Regions from separate parts of the Mus musculus genome. Here region 2 is linked to region 1. A link is a contact called in public HiChIP or PLAC-seq data. All regions are on one chromosome and are shown on one strand. Each heading gives the region's core, a stretch centred on a gene start, on an enhancer-like site or on the middle of the called end of the contact. The rest is flanking DNA. Distances are from core to core; before and after follow the strand shown.

Region 1 (4,827 bases), core at 929-3,428:
ATATATACCCATGGGGCAAGTGTGTGAACTGAAGGCCCAGTAACACCCATATAAAAAGATTTCATTGAGTTCTCTAGTTGATTTTATAGTGCTTTCTTTCCTCTAGGAGTTAAGTCTGTCTCTTCCCCAGCAGGTGCTTCCTAGAGAACAGGATTCTTTTGTTGTAGCTTTGCTTTGTTTGTTGTGTTTCTGAGACTTGGTTCTTGAATTTCCCTCTGTGGCCAAGAATGGTGGTATATTCCGGATCGGCCTGCCTCTACCTCCCAAGTGCTGGAGTTCAGGCGTGTGCTGCCTTGAGCATCATGATCTCTTTGGGGGGGGGGGGGTTGTTTGTTTGTTTTGTTTTGTTTAGAAGTATGGGAAAGGTTCTGTGTTCAGAGCAGGTCCTTAACAATACTTATGCTAGGCAAATACATTCAATGAAGGAGCGAATGAAGTCCGATCCTCTGTTTTGTTTGTTTTGTATAATTCCAAACGAGAAGTAGAAGTAGTGAGCACAAGGTGGTTCCTGGGCAAGGAAGACGTTGAGAAGTTTGAAGGGAAGGTTCGGGAACATTTTTGAGAGCACAAACATGCCTCAAATGTTTCCTGAAATGACCCAGAGGAGAGCAGGCACTCAGGTGGGGGACTCATTCTTTCCAAGTTTGGGGTTGGTTGGTTCTGGCTAACATGAATCATGTTTTACGTCAGTGAGGAGTGTACCCCGTCCATCATTCACTCTTTAAGCATGCCATGGAAACAGGATGGTCAGTCAGAGTCATGGTTGTGCGTGGTAAGCATCATTGCGGCTCATGTGCTACTCCAGTGTCTCCATGGTGATTGTTACCTGGGGCTTGGCTTATACTTCTATTAGGATATTTTTTCTTTGGGGCTTGGAATATATGATTTTTTTTTTTTCTGCACACACCACACACACACACACACCATCAGTCAGGAAGCAAATGAACACAAGATGGAAGAGGAGAATGCCCTACCTGAAGCATAATCCCAGCACATCTCTCTCTCTCTCTCTCCTCTCTTCTTACACACACAGATCAAGCAATGGGTAGTCCACTTCAAGAATGGTGCCCCAGTGTTTCCTTATTTACTAGGGCATAGTCTGACCACCAGCAGGTTGCTGTACACAATAACTTCCTTTCTTATCCTGGGGTTTCATCTGACGGCCATTCTGGTCTCCATTTTGCTTTTGTATAGACAGCCTCTCTGACAGCTGAGATCCTCTCAGCTTCATTCATTCTCTTTAGCCTTGTAGACACGACTGGCCAGCACAGCAAAAAGCCCCACAGACGAGGTACCTGGGCTAGAGCACAGGCCACACACTAGCAGTGCCCCTCACACAGAGACCTGGTGAGTGCTCTAGAAATCAAGTAATCCTGTTCCTTTCTGCCTTTCAGCTTGGTCATGAGCAGGCAGTGGTCTTAGCAAATATTAACAATCCAAATGTCAAATGCTGTGTGGTGGTACACACCAACAATCTTAGCACTTGGGAAAGTGGGTTGAGAGTTCAAGGGTTATTCTTAGCTACGCAATGAGTTTGAGGCCAGCCCAGGGACACTCAGAAACTCTGTCTCAATTACTCTAAAAGGGTTAAATAACAAACATAAATATGACCACTAATCAGAATTAAGATTGTTTCTTCCGTCTCTGTCCCTGAAAATCCTTCAGGCATCTGGGGTTCTAAAGCCAGGGCAGCCTCAAGTGAAGTGAGCAGACTGAATAGAGAGACAAACACAAAGTGCCCTTTTCAATCTGATAAGCTCACAGAAGTTCTGTCACACATTGCCATTTTTTTTTTCCAGGAATGAATTATTGGGTTTTTTTTTTTTTTTGAGCCTTGTAATTTGTCCATTAAGTAGAAAAATGCCCAGAAGACCTCGCTTTTATTTACCAGCTGACCCGCGACCTTAATGAGGCTTCGCTAAAGGGTAGGATGGAGAGTTTTATTTGTCTTTGTCTTGTGTTTGGGGTTAAAAAAAAGAAGAAGAAGAAAGAAAGAAAAAGAAAAAGAAAAAAAGGAGAAGCTGCCTCATTCAACAGTCTTTTGGTCCCTAAAATAAACCCCACTCCCCCTAGCAGTGCTATTTACTCAATCTCCGGGCTACTAAGTGTAGGGGTGGTCCTTGTTGACTTAAATGAGTCCCTGCAGCTAGGTGGGGCTCTCTGGAGTCCTTAGTCATGTGAGGTTGCCAGGGTAACTTAACGTCTCCAGCGCTGGAATGCTTTAAGACGTACAAAGAGGAGACTACAGAGCGCATTACAACTTACAGTCATGTGTTCAATAACATGTCATCTTTTCGTAATGGGGCTTTTATTTTTACTTTATTTTGTGGGATTGAAAGATCAGAAGCCGGAAATTAGCTGGAAAGGATAAAGAAAAGGAGAATTTAAAGGGCCGGGCTGGGGGCAGGGTGTATTTCTGTTCCTTATGTGGGTAATGGCTGAGCAAGAAGAACATCTGGCCTGAACGAAGCAGGGCTCACTGCAGTGCTGCTTTTAATTACCCGGTCATTTGGTCTCTTGCTAGATTAGTGACTGTGGAAGCGACTCAGATCTCCAAACTGACAGGCCGGGAGAGCTCTAACTTAGCCTGCCACATAGTCAGAGGGGAAATGCGGAGCTTCCGGTTTCATATTTAAACCAGAATTGACTCATAATTGTAGCTGTCAGGAGGGTGATGGAGACATTATGTAATCTGGTTCTTCTGGTGATATGTGTTTAAGGTTTCTGCTCTGTAAATTCCAGGGGAAATTTTGTGCCCATTGAGGGAGATCTTGCTGACTGCTCTGTGGTGTGGCCAGGCAGGGTAAGGATAGTGCTATCAAAGGTTCCTGAGTCTGCCTGAGTCCAAACATGAATGAGTCTTCCTTCTAAATGGTCTTCCTGGTTTTCTGGAGACAGTTAAATGTGGATGAGGTTAGGCAAAATCTGGCAAACTTTGAACACTCTGGTTTAGTGGGAAATTTAATAATGGCAAAACATTCAAGTCTGTAACTCCTCCCCACCCCCACCCACCCCCCTTTTTTTTTCTGGACCACATAGCTGCCTTTACAGCTTCCTGTCATTTGTAGCTTCAGAAATCTGGAAGTGGCCACCAGATGCTTCTGGAAACAAAGCTCTGGGGCTGTGGAGCATTTGTTCCGTTTTCATTCCATTTGCTACTTGCTTCTCAGGGCCTCTGGGGCCTTTGGGGATGAATGCACATTGATTGGAGGGAGCTAGGGGAGGCTTGAGATGGGTCCAGCATTTGCTGCCACCAAAAAACCCAAACAATAAGAATAGAAAAGAAAAAGTCAGAGGAGCCTGTTTAATGTGCTGCCAACATTTTTGCTAGGGGGAGACTTTTTCCCATTTGTTCTCTGTGCCCATATAGTATAAAGTCCGTGGATGTGATAAGAATTCATTGACAGAGAGCCATGCTCACACTGCAGAAGTAATAACAAAGATTAAATCAAAATGTAAAAGACAAGTGGTGTCAGCTATCTTGTTTCTGGAGAAAAAAAAAAAGAGAGAGGTCAGGGATGAAGAGGACCAAGCTGCTGACTTCCTCCTTAACTCTGTATATCTTTCTTCCTTCTCCTGGAGTATTCCCTATTCCACTAACACTTAGGGGTTCTCTGGCTTTTTATATCCATCAAAGATGATATTTGGTATGTTTAAAGTTAACATCATAACTCATCACCACCAGCAGCACCATATTGCTATCATCATCACTGTCATCACCGTCTCCATCATGAGCACCGTCATCACCATCACTGTAGCCACCACCACCATTACCACCAACATCACCATCACTATAACCATCACGATCATCCCCACCATCATCACCATCATTGTCATCATCACCACCATCACTATCACCAACACTGTAACCATCATCAGCACCATAACCATCATCACCATCACTATAACCATCATCAGTAACATCGCTATCATCATTGTCACTATCATCACCATCACCGTTAGTAACATTATCAGCACCTTTATTGTAACAGACTGGAGCCAAGTAGGCTCGGTCACAATTTTTGTGTCTTCCGGGGAAACAAAAGAAGAGCAATCAGGATATTTTCTCTTGAGCTTCAGAATGGAGTGTCCAACTTTGTAAGGTGGCAAGGCCAGTGCTTGACTGTCCTACCACCAATTTGGAATTTTTACTTAAGGTCATCCCATGGAAGATACGACTTGTGTTATATGATAAACTTCATTTGTCTTTCAACTTAATTACCCAGCTCTAAATATCCAATTGATCAGGGAAAGTATTTTAATAAAAATATGATATGCTTAAGACATTTATATATTTTTAATTTATACTATAGAAATATATACTTCCAAAAATAATTTAAGCCTTTCCCTGTTTCTTCACAACCTCAGGCTGAGACATCTTTAGTAGGAAACAGTGCACACGTGACAACTTGATTTCTTCTCTCCCGTGAGGCTGAATTTTTATATGAATATTATACAGTCACTGTAGCTGGTAAATGATAAGGTGACTGATGGATGATGCGTGGATGGGTAATTTCATGAGCTGTCTAGCCTGAGTTTATTCATTCTCTTAGTCATCGAAATGAAGAGATTTGATATAATTCCTATTGAGATACTTCAGGGACAACTATCCTTATAATGGATTTTTTTTTCTGTCAGAAAGTTAGGTGCTGCTCTGTCTGTCCTTATTCTGCTTATATTAGAAACTGCGGATGGACTAGGGAGTCCTCCTTCAATCAAAATCTATAGAAAACAACAGTTGATGGCACCATGACGTCATCCTGGGGACATGCATACATGAAGCTAAGCATTGGACCTGGTTGCCAACACAACATTTGTCCTTGCAGT
Region 2 (4,541 bases), core at 448-2,947, 360 kb before region 1:
TCAAAATTCATATTTTTAAAAAATTTTAATAACTTTTAAAAACCATTTGCTTCACTCTGGGAAACTTCAGAAATACAGTTTAAAAATGAAAAGCATTGGGGCTGGAGAGATGGTTCAGAGGTCAAAAGCACTGGCAGTTCTTCCAGAGGATCCTGGTTCAATTCCCAGCACTTACATGGTGACTCACAACGATCTATAATTCCAGTTCCAGTAAATCTGACACCCTCACAAACACACATGCAGGCAAAACACGAATGCATGTAAAACAAAATTAAAAATCATTTTAAAAACTTTTTAAAAGGAAAAAAATTACAGTTCTGTATCCTACCCCCACAAACAGTGTTAGCTATGAACATTCTTGGATTTGTCTCAGCGTTCTCCTATGGATATGCACGGATACTGTGAACATAGTGCATGTCTTGTGATAGATTCTCCATACCTCTGTGTGTTCAATATTCACATCTTAACCAATTGTGATCCTGCGATGAACATTACTACGTGCCAAGAAGCGTGCTAGCATACAAGGTTTCTACTCTATCCTAAAATTGATCCTAAGAAAATAATGCTGGCATAATTCCATCAAATATGGGACATAAAATTGAGGGTTGCTTGGCAACCAAAATGACGCTGATGAAGAATTAAAGGCATTTCCAGAGAAGAAGAATACTGATTTTTCCAATGTAAAGTGCTAATTATAATAGCCTAGGGCTGATTACAGATAGAATGAATGAAAGGGAGCAATACTTAAACTAACTGAAAATCCAAGAGGCAAGCATTCTTCTTCGTTATGTGTGGCGAAAGTGAGTTAAAGGTTTACTGTCAGAAACGAAGAATAAAATCTCTTGCCTTCATTATAACTTCTCTAAGTTATAATGAAGGAGCAGTGAGGTGGGATTTATAGCAGAGCCTAGAAGAGGCTGAAGTCTGCTCAGTCCAGCTGCTTTTGCAGTGACTGTGAGGTGGCGGGCAGCATCTGAGGAGGCCGTACTGTTTCCTTCCTTTTTAGTGCAGAACAGGCCAGGGCTCAGGCACTGAGCATCTTGCTAAATGGTTGTACCGTTTGGCAGAACCAGCTGCCAAGATGGAGCTTGAACAAGGGGCACACCAGTGATTGACTGAAATGAACAAAAGAACATAGGTACTACTACAGGAGGAAGAAAGAGCAGAGAGTACTAATTTTATCCTGAAGGAGAACACGGATTCATAGGAGCAAGATGGGTGTTGAGTATAAAATCATCTGAAGGCTCAGATGGAAAGTGAGAATTCCCAAGTAGAAGAGCAGAGAGTTCTTCTGTCTCCTCTCAGTGATCTGCCGAACTGTAGTATGGACTTGTTTATATGATCTTTTGAACAGCCCCATTTTAAAGAGGAACTGAAGCACTCAGGAAACGGGTGTCCCCCTAATTATCATATGTGAGTGAGTGTACTTGTTAACATATAGTCACACCCTACAGAGCACCCTTGAGTCTGTTGAGCAGTTGGCTAACTCTGCGTTGCTTGCTTCCTGCGTGAGCATAGGGACTTTTCCATACTTCCTTCCTTTCTTTCACACCTTGGATTCCAACTTTACTTCATCCAAGAGCTTCGCCATTTACCTCCAGGCCTGGGCCACTCCAACCACACAATAAAGCAGTTAGCATCTGATACAGTTCTTTCCAGAGGTCAGCCACAGGAGCCACACTGCTGGCTACCCAGCTATCTTCAGTTCCTGCTAAGGATGAGTCCTCACTCTGTAATAACTTGTGAGTTGGCTCTACTCTATGAACATACTCCCCTTACTTATTGTGCCTATAGTCTCCCGCACTGCCTGCGTGCCCAATGGCTTAGAGTCCTATTACCTTGTCACCAATCACAGGTAGATTTAGCTAACTGAGGAAGTGGACCTTCATAGTGTCACAGGGGAAAATATGAAGAAAACAACTCTAGATTAAAAGAGATCAATCCTGTATATGTCTGTATATATGCAGATAGCTCACAATTAATAATTATATATATTTTTATAATTACATCTATTTTTTATTTTTATTTTTCAAAACAGGGTTTCTCTGTATAGCCCTGGCTGTCCTGGAACTCACTCTGTAGACCAGGCTGGCCTCAAGCTCAGAAATCCGGCTGTCTCTGCCTCCCAAGTGCTGGGATTAAAAGCATGTGCTATCACTGCCTGGCTAATTACATATATGAATTTTGGATACTTAGTTTGATATTAATAAATCATGATTGCTTTATTCATGTATTTTTCAATCTTTTATTTTTAAATTTTACTAATATTAACTATTATATATTAATGGTATTAGCATGACATTTCCATGTATACATGTGTACACACACCATCCTATCAAATCAATCCTTGTATCCACTTTTTACAAGATCTGTTCATCATTATTGTGCACTCAGCCTGAAAAGAAAAAGGGGGATGGAGTGCAGTGGTGCCCACCTTTAATTTCAACACCCAGGAAGCAGAGGCAAGCAGATGTCTCAGAGTTGCAGGCCATTCTGAGCTACATAGTGAGTTCCAGGCCAGGCAGGGCTACAGTGAGGCCCTGCCTCAAAAGAAGAAGAAGGAGAAAGAGAAGGAGAAGAGGATGGGAGGAAGAGAAGGAGGAGGAGGAGGAGGAGGAGGAGGAGGAGGAGGAGGAGGAGGAGGAGGAGGAGGAGGAGGAGAGGGAGGGGGAGAGGAGGAGCACTATTTAGAAAGAGGAAGGATGGGAGCAAGAAAAGGAAAGCTAAGGCTCAGTGTGACCCTAGTGTGTTCTATACATGTTTCATGCATTATAGTATGAGATTTTCCAAAGGAAACCTACTATACTACGCAATTGGGGAACGTTAATATCCTTTAGTATAAAGAGGGGATAGGAAAGACTGACAAGGAGATACTTTGGTTACACACCATAAAAATAGCTGATCTATGCACTGTCCTAGGCATACCATGTCATATCTGCCTGTTCACACTCCGATGATGAATTCCTGGGTATTCAAAAGAAACTATGGACTTCAGTATGTGCTGTTCCCACTGGAGGCTCTGTTTTCTGGTTTTTGTTTTTTGTTTTTTAAAGGAAGTGAGAGAATGCAGTACTTCCTCCAACACACACACACACACACACACACACACACACACTCAGTCTGGATGATGGAAATGCCTTGGCCTTGGCACAGCAAGGCAGAGAACAGACCCACAGCAGAAGGCCATGGGAGGCCACATGGTTCTGCGAGTTTGGGACACGAATTCTGACTCTCTTTACCAAGCGCTGCCCACGGCAAACTGTTTTTCTGTACTTGGTCTCCTCTGCAAAGATGGTCAGGAGTGATGGGAAGTTTTAAAGGTTGTGCTAGGATGGATGAAATAGGTGTGCCTGGGTTTGAGCTGTCCCAGAAGCAGATCCTGAGACAAGGGTTTGAGCACAAGCAGCGTGCCTTACGAGGTAGTCTGGGAAAAGCTGGCGTGGGCAGAGAAGGATGCTCATTCCTCTGTATCATCAAGTGAATGTCTATTCTGGAAGCCAAGGCAGAAGATGCCCTCAGCACCATCTCATCCAAGAGAAACATATGCACCACGTCCCCCAGTCAGTGCTTAGGGGATGCCTCTATTAAATTTAAAGTATTAACTTAGTATTAAATTTCCAGCGTATCCATCCAGTCTTTCACACAGGCAAGGGTGAGAAAAAGAAAACTGCCAGGTAGAAGTTGGATGTGAACATGCTATGATGGTAAAGCCAGAGTGTTGGCAGGTACACAGTTGCAGACTCTGATACAGTCAAAAGCTCAATGCCCAGTGTTTGTGGGTAGATGCAGACTACCCAGGTGGACTCAGAGCTGTTGAGTAGTGGTGCTTAATGTGTATAATGTAATCATGAGTGTGGATAGAGGTGGCTCTGGATGCTTTCATAAGATGTTCACAGCCCATACTAAATGCACAGAAGGTCGTTAAATTTCTCAGAAAGCTAAAAAAAAAAAAAAAACCTGAATTGATAGAAAACTTCCTATGTTACAGGTGTGTTTGTCCCGGACAAAGAACCCCGAGGTCCAGTGCCAGTGTTGAACTATAGTGATTTTATGTTGTTCGTCTCTTTTTTAAAAAACTATTTTTAAACATTTTATTTTTTTATTTCTGTGTATGTCTGCTCTGTGTGCACACACATACACCTTCACACATGTGCACCTGCCTGCCTGCCTGCACAGACTAGAAGAGGGTGTCCATCTCCTGGAACTGTAGTTAAGATGGTTGTGAGCTGCCATTTGGGTGCTGGGAACTGAACCCAAGTCCTCTAGAAGAGCAGCCAGTGCTCTTAACCATTAACATACCACTCTAGTTCCTCACCTTTCTATTGACTTGAAGATTAATACAGCAGCTGTGTGAGTCGAGGAGGCCTAACAACTGATCTGGGACTGCAGTTCTGGGCTGAGAATGGAGAGACAGCACTTTGGGCTCACAAGCGGGACATGAAGACTGGGATATTCTTCACTCACTCTCACCAAAACCTATGTCCAAGTCTTGACAAGATCAGTCGTAGGCTCCAATAAATTGAATGCCATATAGAGGAGCA

The links. HiChIP or PLAC-seq counts read pairs in DNA pulled down with a chosen protein or histone mark.
Region 2: a contact with region 1 is called in an H3K27ac HiChIP or PLAC-seq map of thymic regulatory T cells, with 4 times the contacts expected there. The contact joins two enhancer-like sites. A contact is called at or near these places in 4 of 115 datasets of contacts at active chromatin or transcription factors (bone marrow-derived macrophages, effector CD8 T cells, memory CD8 T cells and 1 more).

What each region holds. Positions count from the first base shown.
Region 1 is chr2:116,970,117-116,974,943 of GRCm38.p6, reverse strand. No RefSeq gene overlaps it. Among named protein-coding and RNA genes, the nearest start is that of Gm46758, 56 kb to the right of the region's middle. Within about 2 kb of position 2,178, at least 257 of the 459 cell types and tissues checked have an H3K27ac peak or open chromatin away from gene starts, as enhancers often do. A contact at or near this core is called in effector CD8 T cells, memory CD8 T cells and thymic regulatory T cells, where this site is marked.
Region 2 is chr2:117,325,642-117,330,182 of GRCm38.p6, reverse strand. The region is part of intron 2 of Rasgrp1 (RAS guanyl releasing protein 1); the gene reads left to right. Among named protein-coding and RNA genes, the nearest start is that of Rasgrp1, 15 kb to the left of the region's middle. Within about 2 kb of position 1,697, at least 59 of the 459 cell types and tissues checked have an H3K27ac peak or open chromatin away from gene starts, as enhancers often do. A contact at or near this core is called in effector CD8 T cells, memory CD8 T cells and thymic regulatory T cells, where this site is marked.